2 separate regions of the Mus musculus genome follow, and region 1 is linked to region 2. Evidence: chromatin contacts called from public Hi-C data. All regions are on one chromosome and are shown on one strand. Each heading gives the region's core, a stretch centred on a gene start, on an enhancer-like site or on the middle of the called end of the contact. The rest is flanking DNA. Distances are from core to core; before and after follow the strand shown. Region 1 overlaps Fhit (fragile histidine triad gene). Region 2 has its middle 57 kb from the start of Gm41097.

Region 1 (6,929 bases), core at 1,410-3,909, 200 kb after region 2:
GACCAGAGTCCACAGTTAGGACTGACACTGGAGCTCATGCCTATAGTCACTGCCACAGTTCTTGTTGATACAGGATCCTGAGAAAATCCTATCTCAGAAGTGGATAAAATAGTATGTTCCTTCTAATGTCCCACAGTTTAAGGAAAATGGAAGTGGTTCCTCTTTTCATGTGTGCATCCAGAGCCATTGATTTCAAACAAGAGTGACTGCTGGGAACACCTGCTTCCTACATCTTAAGGGAATTTACCTTTTCTCAGAGTGAGAGTAGCAATGTTATCATGTTTTCATCCCATCTCTAAAAAGAGAGTAAGAGGCCAAATATTATCTGCCAATTATGAAAGCCATCGGGGGAAATTACAAATAACAATATAATGAGTAGAAAAATGAACAAGTGGGCAGAAAACAGATGTCATGGTATGGGGGGGGGGAGACAACAAATAGATCTACTCCACATAGACTGTAGATGCTGAAGGGAAATTATTATTGAGAAGAAATAAACCCTTGGTCCAGGAGTGAAATCAGCAGAACAAGAAGAAAGAAATGAATAAAGTTACACAAACATGGAAACATAGGGAACTATAACCCCATCAAGGGAGGCATCTTATCCACGGTAAACTACATCTGAGCATATTTAAGGATAAACATCATTCTAATGAGAGTCCTGTGAAATAGAATATTGCCTGGCCTTATGTGTGTGTGTGTGTGTGTGTTTATGTGTATGTATATCTCTGGACCTGTGTGTGTGTGTGTGTGTGTGTGTGTGTGTGTGTGTGTGTGTGTGTGTGTGTGTGTGCGCGCACACACATGTGGGTGTAGGCCTGAGGACTATGTTGGCTATCTTTCTCCATCAGTCTCCATCTTATTTATTTGAGTCAAGATCTCTTGCTGAATCTGAGCTCACATTTTTTGTTTTTGTTTCCAGCTAGTCTGGCATCCAGCAATCCTCAATAATCCTCCTGCCTCCATCCTCCACAGTGATAGCATTATAAGCCCATGTTGGAACATGCCTGGTTTGTTATATGGGTTCTGGCATCCAAATCCCAGTCCTCACTGGAACTTGGTAGCACTCATTTCCAGTGTCTGTGGGTACCACAGCAGCAGAGTGATTGTGACAGAAACTGAACAGACCCTCAAGCAGTTACCGTTTGGCCTGTTGCAATCAAAAGCATTGGGTCCAGATGGGACTTTTTGTCTTAGAATCACATCTGTAATCCTTTACTTACCTGTATTAAAGGATGACAAAGCAACTCACCTGTCTGTGTCTCAGTGCCTGTATCTAAAAATGGGATAAGAGGACCTGTCTTACACAGTGTGATAAAGGTTATGTGAGGGGTAATCCTTGTGGAATTCCTTAAGAATTGCCATATACATGGGAGCGTCTCCCTATTCATTGGCTACTCTTATGCTACGGCAAGTGTGTAGTTACAAGAGCTATCCATACACATTTCACTGTTTTCTTACGTCCTGACTTACTGCAGGAGACCAGAAGCCCCAGAACTGTGACACTCTTCCTGTTCCAGGGACTAAATTGGGCATAGATTCTATCCCACTGCTGAGATTCAGTAAATACTTGTTAAAAGAATGAACAAGCAGAAAGTCATTTTCCAGAGGCTACAACACTAGAGAGAGGACTTCAGTTTAGTCTAGTCCCCAAGTTCGTGACATTTTCTGTCTATAGACCTACAGTATGGCCTCACCTGAGAGCTTGTTAGAAATGCTGCCCCTAGCCCTACACCAGATCTACTGGGGTGAGACAATTACTTAACACCATCTCCAAGAGGTTCCCAGGCATGTTTAAGCTTAAGCAGTGCTAATCCAGGGTAACACTGCAACACCTAGCTGCTGACTCATTTACCACGTCCCACTGCCCCTTCTGTGTGCCCTGTGTCTGATTGCGTAGCTGGTTATTTCCATCCACCAGGAGAAGAGTCTACAGCAAATATCATGTGCTGAGTTCTTACCAAATTCAACCCTATATGGAAACCTGCCTCATATTTCACCCACCTCTAGGGATCAGGCCATAGGCTCCTGCCAATGCAGAATATCTGCTCATCAATAACTTCCCTCTTGGTGCCTCCCCACCCCCATGAGCTGGTTTTACTGTATCTTATACCCAATGAAATTTACAGTTCTACATCATAACATAATTTAATACCTCTGGAAACTTCTAATTTGATTATACAAATGAGAGCCAACTATGTCCTAATATTACAAAGCAATTAAAATTCTCCCCACACTCACACTGGTTTCCTATCTCTTCTTTTTTTTTTCCTTCTTTTTTTCTTTTTAAATGTTACCTGGCTTAAAGATCCTTCCATTCTTGACTGCTTTCTTAGAAATTATCCCTTATGTGGCACTTCAGGAAGATGACAGTGTTTAAAATTAGAACAAAAGCTCACAATGGTTTCCCATTTGTCACAGCCAGAAGCTTCAAATTGTGGTCATCAGATGAACACGTTAAATTGGAGAAAGACTGATTAGCATAATTCTTAAAGGTCTGAACTCTAAACTCACAGATGGCCTCTGAAGAGGATTGATGGTCCATAAAGGAGATTAGGGTAAATCTAATTAGTTGGGGGGCGTCTCATTTTTCAAGTCAAGTGGTGAGCAATGGGAAGAAGTGATGGATGGACAGATGGATATAATGAAGCCCCATTACAGTCTCTTTGATTCTCTCTCCATGATGGAATACATTAGCCTGTTAATGTTTCCGTGGGCTAACACAGCCCAAGTTTGGCGCTGTGACCTCAAAAATTAATTTGAATTGCCTTCCCATGTCCTCAGGACTTAAGTGAGCATGAAAATCCTGCCGGTCTGCTGAGGAGGCACCCTGATGGGAAGGCTGGCATTCTTTCTTGAGGCAGAGTCCCAGGGCTTTTCTGTTACCATGTATAACGTGTAAATCTCCCATGGAAAGTGCTAGGCTTTGCACATGCCTCTTCCTGCCACATGCTGAGATTGACCCCTGGTGTTCTTTTCACTCTGGTGAGGGCTACATATCAATAATTGCTTAGGGGACTGTGCATACAGTGTTAGGAAGAGAAGTAGTGATAGAGGTAGGCATATGTGGCAGTTCACTTCTCTGTAGCTGATGGGATCTTCTGTCCCAGAGAACATAATGTTAGAGTGATATACACCAAGGAAAAACCAAGAAAGATGGTGGGACCCCATGAGATTATCTAGGGAAGTTATCTCTCCCCTAGATAATCTGAGCTATCTGCTAAATGGTTTCCTTGCTTCCCTTTTTGAATACTCTAGCATCATCATTTGAAAAGTCTAAGTCAGGACTAAGGAGACCTCAATGGGTAAAACACTCGTCATGAAAGCATAAGGACCGAGATTTGGATCCCTAGAATCTATAAAAAGCTAGGAGCAATGGTGCATCTGTATTTCCAGTGTTCCTACCATGAAATAGAGGCGAAGACAGGTAAGCGGGATGTCTATGGACCAACTAGCCTGTGCAATAGCAAAACACAAGACCCTGGATCAAACAAGGTGGCACGTGCGGGTTGAGGTTTTTCTGACCTTCAAATATACCTCTCTCTCTCTCTCTCTCTCTCTCTCTCTCTCTCTCTCTCTCTCTCTCACAAACACACACACACACAGAGACACAAAGAGAGAGGCAGAGAGACAGAGAGACCTACAGACAGACAGAGGCAGACAGAGGCAGACAGACAGAGATAGAGACCAAGAGGCAGAGAGAGACAGAGGCAGAGATATAGAGAGACAGAGACAAAACAACAAACACAGAGAAGGAGACAGGGACAGAGAGATAGAGACAGAGAGAAGTTTACATCAGTTCATTTGACTTTTCTCTCCATTAGGAATAATCAAAACCAACATTTACATATGGTGTGCTATGTGCTCAGCAGTGGTCTAAGCATATTGCAAACATTATTACCTTTAATCTTCATTTAACCTGCAAGGGTTACCTGACTAGTAATCAGCAAATTTTTAGATGAACTCAGGCATCCAGCTTCAGAATACAGTTTCTAATACTATATAGTTCCTATTCTGGGTTCATTCCATGCCCTTCTATACACATGGGATAAACTGAAACTCACCACATAGTGCTTCAATCCTTCCCTAACTCACTGAAGTCTAACCACATTCTCTGAGTTCTTGATGTGTGCTCTACTCCAGGCCCTTTGCCTTTGTAGCAGCATGTTCGTGTGCTTTCTCCTCCTCCACTCATCCAGGAAGTGACAGAGCATCCCATACTTGATTCTCAGCTCTCTTACATTCTCCTCACCCCTTTTCCCACCTAGAAGCTCCCTCTCAAGGCCAGAGCTTGAAGTGTTGCTTCCACAGCCCTGAAATTTAGGTTTCTAGTCTTGTCTTGCCTACTGAGTTGCTGTCATGTTTAGTCCGTGGCCTATGGCATCATGCCTCCTCCATGTATAGTAGACAACTCATTTACTATGCCCCACAAGGAACACTTGAGTCTGGCCTGCCTCACTTCAGCCGTTCAGTAACAGGCATTGCAAGCTATTTACATTTTTCTTCCCACTTTAGTAAAGGACACTGATAAACACTATTTTCTCCTATAAAAGGCTAGATAGGTATTATCTTATGCCCTTGGATACAAGTATTTATCCATTGTATTAAGAAAATAGTTTGTAAGCCTAGCTATATTTCAATAAGACTTATATCTCCAAATAAGATCAGGTACAACCTGGCATCTAAGTTGTTAGTGAATGGCCTTCTGCCAGGGTCTTCCTGTGTAGACAGTCCTTACTACACAAAGGTGTAAATTTTTATGTGAATCATAAGAAAAGATAGCCTTATTAAATGTCTTGAACTCGCTCTAGAAGTCTTCTACCTGGAAGAGCAGATCCCTAACTCTAACTGGTCCTTTGTTTTCATCTTTCCTACAGATCACCTTGCTTTTGTAAGACAACAGGTAGTAACTTTGGGCCGGATATACAAAACCAGAGAAAATTAATTCCAAATATGGAACATACGTACTAGATCTCAGATCTTTACTACAACTGTAGCACAATACTGTTGAGCAGACGGCAGTGACCAGAGGAAGTGATAGCTAGCTTGCCATCGTCATGACTTCAGCCACACCCAGGTGTGCAGAGCCCCGTGAAACTTTTGTTGTTAGCTCCTTCCTTAGCCTGCACATGCACATGTGTAGAACAGAAGAGACTATCATGGTGTACCAGTCCAGCCAGAGCTGGCCTGTCACTTTGGAAATAGTCACTGGAATGAGAAGAGTAAAGGCTTTGAGGGAGCATGGAAAGATCTTCTAGAAAGGTACCAAGAACCGGGTTCCAGGAAGCTTCAGCCACAAGACTTGAGACCTTCGAACATAGGCACCTTGCCAGGGTTTTCTCTGTGAGCTGCCTTTTTGTTGTTTGCCTGCTTTCCAAGGCACCTTCAATCAGACAATTGTGCTGAGATGGTTTATCCTGTGAACTAAGTCAGCTCAATGACATTAGCATAAATAAGTCTTTAGTTATGTGAAGCAGGCATTGAGGGTGTGCATGGCTTGCCTTTGTGAATACACCATCCATTCAAAACACCAATTTCTTCTGAATACAAACTAAGCTAGACTCCCCAAATAGGTGGTACTCATTAATACAGAGCAACAAAAGGTCTGAAACATGCAGATCCAACTGTACTGGATTAACCTTGTTTCCATATTAAGAAGTCCTCATGTCAGCATTTCTCCCAGGGCCTCCCTCTGCCTCCCCCATTTCAGCAAGACCTTAAGTGGCCAGTAGCTCTTGCCACTGCATACTTGGCAAACAGAAAACCGAGTAACACTAAGTTCCCAGAACTCAGCACTATTCAGTAAACATGGTCTAAATGGTGGTAAGGGAACTTCCATCTCATGTGAGAAGAAGGATCCTGACATGTGCAGCCACAGGGACATATAAGTAGCCAACATCTCTGTGGTAGGAGGAGCAGAAGAAATCTTGGGGACACCTGAAAGCCACAAGCATCGCCTGTCTACTGGCGGCTTGGCAGCAGTTCTATCAAGGTCAGTTTACTCTTCCCAGGAAGAAGGCCACTGCTATATGTGTCCTTGTCTTCAAAGCTGTCCTGTGCCCTGTCATTACATCTGTTCACTATCCCTGGAAAAGAAATCAGTATTTTTAACTCATGGACACTTAACTCCCCAAATGAAGAACAGTACTATGACTGAAATGAAATGCTATGTAAAAATTCACTAGGACACACTGCAAGTAGCAGGCTTGTCTAGCATGGTGATTGACACAGGATCCAGTGAACAGTGTGACTGGCTTTTTTGGGGGGGGTGGTTTTTCTGAGAGGTGGAGAAAGAAACTCTAAGTAGGTTGTTGTGAATAGTCTAAGCTACAAAAACATGTCAAACATGTCACAGTTGAGATAGATGTTCATCCAGTAGGCTTGGATCCTTCTCTGCATACAGGAAGATAGCAAAGAGATTACAACTGCCATCTCGGCCTTCTTAGTTTGGCCCTAGAAATTAATTTTAGATATCTACTGTCTATGTGTTCATCAGTGTCCATGTGATAAAACCTTGACCATAGTATAGGACTTGTTGCTGGATCTTTAGGAGCTTAGCTTACCATGGGAGCTCTATGACAGCATGAGTGTTCTTTCCAGTAGTTGAAGACATCTGAACTTTTCTTCTCTGGCATATGAGGATTCATTGGTGGAAGACATAAGCAGGAACGCGGAAGGCTCTCACTTAGTCCCGAGTCACCAGGAAGCCTATTCTTGGACTATAGCTTCCAGCACTATGGGAAAGTAGCTATTCTATGATGTTCTGTTATAGTAGTCCAATGTAAGACACAGAGTGTTAGCTCAAGATGTTCTAATGTCTCTGTGTGTTTCAGAGAGGATGAGAAAATAGATTGTACACTTGACTAACTCTTCCTGCTAGGCCTTTTGAGATGTAATATAACAATAAATCTGAATTGTGGACTAAAATA
Region 2 (6,250 bases), core at 3,529-6,028:
GTTATCTCTGCTGGCTTGATAGCCCGTGGGGAAATGAAGTTTGGAATGCAGCATCTCTGCATGTCCTCCTGAAACCATGGATTTGGGAGAGCACCAGAACAGCCTCTTTTGAGGAAGTAGAACCCAGGTTTCCCATTTACACTTTGGGTCAGTGGCTTGGTTCAGTGCTCTGTTATGCTTTTGCTATTTATTGATTTGAGCAGCATGAATCACTCTTCAACAAACAGGGCTGCGCTAATGTGTTAAAAGCTCATCATGGTGATAATGGACACAGTTAAAAAAGGAATCAGATGATGTGAGTGTAAAAGGCTTTTCCCCAGATAGCAGAAAATAAATTGAAAACAAATTCAATTAAAATAACATCCAACCTTTTATTCGTCTGTGGTGTGATTCCTCTAAAGGAAGTCCCCAAAGCTTATGCATTCCTCTGAAGGGCAACCCCTGCTGCAGCCTGGCTTGCCCAGACAAGTGCAGAGCTTATGCCCACAGCAGGTGGAGACTTAAGACCTTGCTCTTGGCACCCATGTGACCGAACTGTCCCCAGATAGCTCCCTGTGTTTGTAATACTCATTTCTGTGTTCTTTTAGTTGGGTCTAGCAGACTTCCTCTTTCCTAAAGCAGATTCACATCGTCAAGTACCCTTCCCGTGCCTCGGCCATGTGTGAAATATCCATCCACCAGGCTCCCATCCTACCGCTGCTCAGCCTTCCTGAATGTCCCGAGGTCTGTCTCCTGCAGAAGTTTCTAGCTCTGTGAGGCTGACTTTTTCCTTCCTTTTGTTCCCAACTGACTTTTCTGTCATTCTCAGCATGAAAATAGTAACACAGCACAGCAGGCAAGGGCCTGACCTTAAAGGATCTGTCCTTCTTGTCCCTGGTCTTTTTCATTAGTTGAATCCCCTGCTGTCCTGCCAAAGGCCCCAATGCCAATGGCTCTGTAAGCGCGCTCACCTCCACATGGTCACCTCCACATGGTCACCTCCACATGGTCACCTCCACATGGTCACCTCCACATGGTCACCTCCACATGGTCACCTCCACATGCTCACCTCCACATGCTCACCTCCACATGCTCACCTCCACATGCTCACCTCCACATGCTCACCTCCACATGCTCACCTCCACATGGTCACCTCCACATGGTCACCTCCACATGCTCACCTCCACATGCTCACCTCCACATGGTCACCTCCACATGGTCACCTCCACATGGTCACCTCCACATGGTCACCTCCACATGGTCACCGCCCTCACTTTCCCATTTCCTATCACCCCCAAGTTCTTTGGGTCCTACTTTCAACTCGAACTCGGGCTTTGCTTTTCTGTTGAGTTGTGCGTTGGCCCAGCCATCTCGGTCTGTTGTCCCTACCATAGCAAGCAAATCTCTGCACTTCACCAGTTTCAAAATAGATCAATTTACCATCTCACCATTCTCAAGATCTCAAGTCTGAAAATCAGTGTGTCAGCAGGGCCACATTCCTTCTGAACCTGCTATTAATAGATAAAGGAAATGAAACCTACATAGAAAAAAAAAAAAAAGAAAAAAACAACAAACCAGCACTCTCATGTTTAATGTAGTTCTTCTCACAGTGGCTAAGATATGGAATTGCCTTTCTTAGTAGGTAGGTAGGGAATTTTAAATGTACTGACTAATACAGATGGTGGAAGTTTAAGGTAGCAGATGGGATCTTTATAGATAAGATTTGTGACTCTCAATCTTTTCCATTGTCAACTCCTGAGAAGCAGGATCTTGTCTAAAGTAGCAACTCTTATAAGTTGCCTGGCATTGGGAGGTCACTAGTAGGTCCATGGTAGTGCTATGGATGAATTACTACACAAATAATTGAGTCAAAATGATTGTGAGGCTTGAGCAACTCATCAATGCTTGGCTGTCAGAGGAATCCTTTGAGTTTTATGGATTTTGATGATATACGCAGTAGAGACCAGTAATGTTTTAGACAATGTCCCAGAGAAGACTGTGCTGCCCTTCTGAGGACTCCAGGTCAGTTCTCAGCACCCATGGAAGGTGGCTCACAACCATGCGTAACTCCCGCTCCGAGGGATCTGCTACCTCTGGCTTCTGGAGACGCTTCATGAAGACACATAATCACCCACCCACTCCCACCCCTGACTCAACACACATGAATACACATGATTATTAAAGTAAAATAAATATGCATTTTTAAATTGGTAGGCTAAGAAACATGTTAAGGTAGCCTGAATGTTAGAATGAAAAGTAAAGGGTAACTTAGTTGCTTTATTTTGGGAGGGGTGAAGATAAGAATACTCTGACATATATCTTATGGCAGAATACAGTTTCAACATATGTTCACCTCTGGAGGGTGACTCCTCCAAACAGGCAGGGTGTTTCTTTGCTTCTAGTGATGAGTTAATAGTCAATTCTGTGTTAATACCCAGTAGATGGGGGAGAAATGTCTGAAGCAAAGCTAGTCTAAAGTGTCTTGTGTCAGCAGAGGCAGAAATGTGCACTGTCGCCACAGCCCACAGCAACTCTGAGAAGCAGCTGGGAACTGCAGCCACTGGGAGACCCAGAGCTCAGCTCCTGGCCACCCATAATCCCAGAAAGGCCGTCATTTGAAATTGCACTTCAGCTTGTGTTTCTCTTTTTGTTCTACAGTTGTAATGCCTAGTCAGACGAGTCTGAGAAGCACAGTCTGCCAGTTGACTTAGTATCCTGTAAGTCGGGGACTCATTTCAGACTTGCTATCTGCAAAACTCAAGAAAAGCTTCAGGGTGACTTCAGCCAATAGGAGGCCTTTGTTTTCCCCCTACTTTATTAAAAAAAAATATTAGAACATATTTGTTTTTGAGAGATGGTTTGTGTGGTGCGGGCTAGCTTGGAACTTAGCTGAGGGTGATCCTGCCTCTACTGTTATTTGCTGGGATCAAAGACATGAGCCTCCATAGCTAGGTTTATGCAATGCTGTGGATTAAACCTAGCGCTTCAACACAGTAGGCAGGCACTCCACCAACTGACTATCCTTGAAGGGCACCTTTAGCCTTCTGAGTCTGCCACTGCCTAATGGTGCAGTTGGAGGAGCTCCTTTAGGCTCTCTTCCTGCATGCCACGTCAGGGCTCCCGGCAAGCTTGCTTTAGCCCCAGAAGCTCGATATACTTGCTTTTGAGATCCCTGAAGCCGTTAAATGAAATGCCAATAAAATGCTATTTCTCGAGGATTGGGCTATGCCCCACCTATAACCTTAACTAAAAATGGTTCTGGACTATCTGTTCCAGGAAACAGCAACCGTGCCTCTGTTTCAGAAGGTTATTATGACCATCTGCTGTGACGCCTACCTTGTTATGACCCCCTTATTATGACCAACTTGAAATCATGCTTTTGTTTTAGGAGTATGTTATGGCCAACTTGTTATGCTTCTATTCTGCTTCTGTAACCCTGCCAATTTTGCCTGCCAAATCCCCTATTTGGAAATCCCCTACCCCTCAGAGCTAAAAACATCTTACCTTCCTCACATACAGTGTTGATCTCTTGAGCCCTGCCTTAAGAGGGAGACAGCCCAGCTTATGTACATAAATAAGAATCATAATTATAATAATAAAAGCTTGCTTTAATTGTTTGTTTTAAATAATCTGGCCATGATGATTTGAGTCGGTGGTCTTTCTCTTTGAATCGTTGAAAAGAACATGGCCTGCCTCAGTTTCCTTGTCTTTAAAATGACAATTTCACTGGAATCATCCTCATGAGGTTGTTTAGAGAATTACATGAATTATTAATATACAAACGCACATGTGACAGTAGTTAGCACATTGGCCAGAGTCGTAGGGATTTTATTGCTACGATGAAACATCATAACGAAAGAGCAAGTTGAGGAAGATTGGCTTACACGTCCATGTTGCTGTTCATCACTGAGGGACGTCAATGCAGGAACCCAATCAGGACAGGAACCTAAGACAGGAGCTGATGCAAAGGCCATGGGGAGATGCTGCTTACTGGATTGCTTCCCATGACTTATCCAGCCCCCTTTCTTACAAAACGCAGAAGCATCACTGCAGGGATGGCACCGTCTACCATGAGCTGGCCCCTCCCCCACTGATAAATAATTGAGAAAACGCCTTACAGCTGGATCTCATGATGACATTTTCTCAACTGAGGCTCCATCCTCTCTCAGGACTCTTGCTTGGGGCAAGTTGACACATAAAACTAGCCAGTATATCCAGAATCTACATAGGGCTCAGAAGCAGTCTCAAAGGCACAGCTTGCCCTGTGTCCAGAACTTTCTACTGTATGTAAAGCCTTCTGAGTTTGAAAATTGTTTAAAATGAGGCCACCTGAGTTGCTCTGTGCCTTGGAGAGGTGGAACCCCAAAACAGAACAGGCAGCAGGTGTCTTGTTCACTCAGCTCCAATGGCATGATTCCTTGGCTTCCTCTATAGGCTGCAATCCCACAGGCCTGAAACCCTACGGAAAAGAAGGGAGAGGCAGAGGAACTCTGGAGCCCTGTGCTGGTCTGAAACTGCACAGGCCTTGGAACACAGGCTCTGATGCACTCCCAGCCAGGCCAAAGGACAAAGCAAGGAAACCAGTTATCAGAACACCCAGCTGGCTCTCACTGGATGACTTCCTGCTTCTTGAGTTGAAAAGGCTGATGGTGTTCCTAGAGACAAGCAAGAGCCAGTTGTCACAGGAGAAGCAGCATGGCAGTGTGATTCAAGCTGTGACCTTTCAGAGACTCCAACTGTGTCTGGGTTTTCCATTTGCAAGCCCATAGCTAGAAACTCTACCTCCTCAGCAGAAAGTGTCCTCTTCCCAGCAGTTCTCCACTCCGGCCAGCAGATGGTGCAGTTTCCCCTGCGTTCCAGACAGTGTCTTGCTTTAAATCTGAAAGACAAATTGCCTATTTTGCTGGTAATATAAAAAGTAGAGGTCAAAATATCTTAGAGACGACAAGTTGAAAGATCTTTAAAACCTTTGCTTTTGTAGACACTAGATGAAATATGTGTTGTGATTTACAAAACTTTTATCTTATTATCTCAGCCCTCCCCCCAAAAAAGAAAAAGATCAAAATTGATTTTAACTTCCTTTTGGAAAAGGGCTTCAGCTGAGTCCTCCCTCTGTGTTTGACTGGCAGACTTTAAATTGAATTATTCGACTCTCTACTGTTGTATTGTATTACTAGTGTTTTAATGATATTGATAATGAGAAACAATAGAGTTTTACAGGCACTATCATGCTTTAGCCCCACAACACAAACTAGATGCCAGAATACACACTGATTGTATAGCCAAACCCTGAGGCTAAATCAGCACGCACATGCTTAGTGTGTCAGGGCAAGAGCTACTAAGAGTTAGTTTAATGAAAAGGTCGTTATCTTAAGTAAAAGCATGGTTGCCATCCCATTTAACTGTTAATTCTGCTATTTTCCCATGCCCTGGTTAGCTAAACTTAACACAAGACAGATTGTACACTAAATTACCAACAATGGCAGCTACAACGCTGGCAGCACTTACTCTGCATTGGGTGCTATGATGAAAGAAGCTTTAAAATCCCACAACAGGGCGCCATGGGGATGGCTCTGTAGTCAAAGCCCTTGCTCTGCAAGTGTGAAGATGCAGGTTCAGATCCCCAGAACCTATGCAGATGCCAGTTGAGTATGGCAATCTGCCTGGAAGGCAGGGTTTCCCAGCACAAGCTGGCTAAGGAGACCAACCATATAGGAAAGCTCTGGGTCTGACTGAGAGATGCTGCCTCAAGGTATGGTAGAGAGTATCTACCTCAGTCCTCAGGCCAACCCCCACCACACACACACACACACACACACACACACACACACACACACACACACACAAATGGAAAACCAGATTTGGTTACTTAAAATCCACAGCAGTGTTGGTGGGTAGGAACTGCCTAACAGTCATGTCACTGGTAAGAGAAATGAGGCCCAGTGAGGCTTAGTAATGTCACTTGCTAATTCCAGCACTCATATCTGCCACTTTCCTATTAGTGGCCTCCTGTCTTTCCTGTCATGGTTGCCTGACTGAATTTGCCTCTGTGTATTTCTTGGTTTCATGGTGGCATCTTCTTTAGCCTGAGATTTTCGCCTGGTAGGGCATTTTCTGGGTGGTCTGTTCTCTGTCTCTCTGCCTTTAAATGGGTTTTGCCTCTGAGCTTATGCCCACGCTGCCACTGAACAGTCCCAGTTGGTTAGTCTCCAGATTGATGCTACTAACAGACTTAATATCCCAAGATCACCTCATATTTCCACAGTATTAG

What was found. Hi-C and Micro-C count contacts between places; a contact is called where the count stands out from the background.
Region 1: a Hi-C map of the N1E-115 cell line shows a contact between it and region 2, with 4 times the contacts expected there. The contact joins two enhancer-like sites. A contact is called at or near these places in 1 of 15 datasets of contacts at CTCF or cohesin (the NIH/3T3 cell line) and 3 of 484 Hi-C or Micro-C datasets (the N1E-115 cell line, embryonic fibroblasts and liver).

What each region holds. Positions count from the first base shown.
Region 1 is chr14:9,594,947-9,601,875 of GRCm38.p6, forward strand. The region is part of intron 5 of Fhit (fragile histidine triad gene); the gene reads right to left. Among named protein-coding and RNA genes, the nearest start is that of Gm41096, 69 kb to the left of the region's middle. Within about 2 kb of position 2,660, at least 7 of the 459 cell types and tissues checked have an H3K27ac peak or open chromatin away from gene starts, as enhancers often do. A contact at or near this core is called in the N1E-115 cell line, where this site is marked.
Region 2 is chr14:9,388,848-9,395,097 of GRCm38.p6, forward strand. No RefSeq gene overlaps it. Among named protein-coding and RNA genes, the nearest start is that of Gm41097, 57 kb to the right of the region's middle. Within about 2 kb of position 4,779, at least 25 of the 459 cell types and tissues checked have an H3K27ac peak or open chromatin away from gene starts, as enhancers often do. A contact at or near this core is called in the N1E-115 cell line, where this site is marked.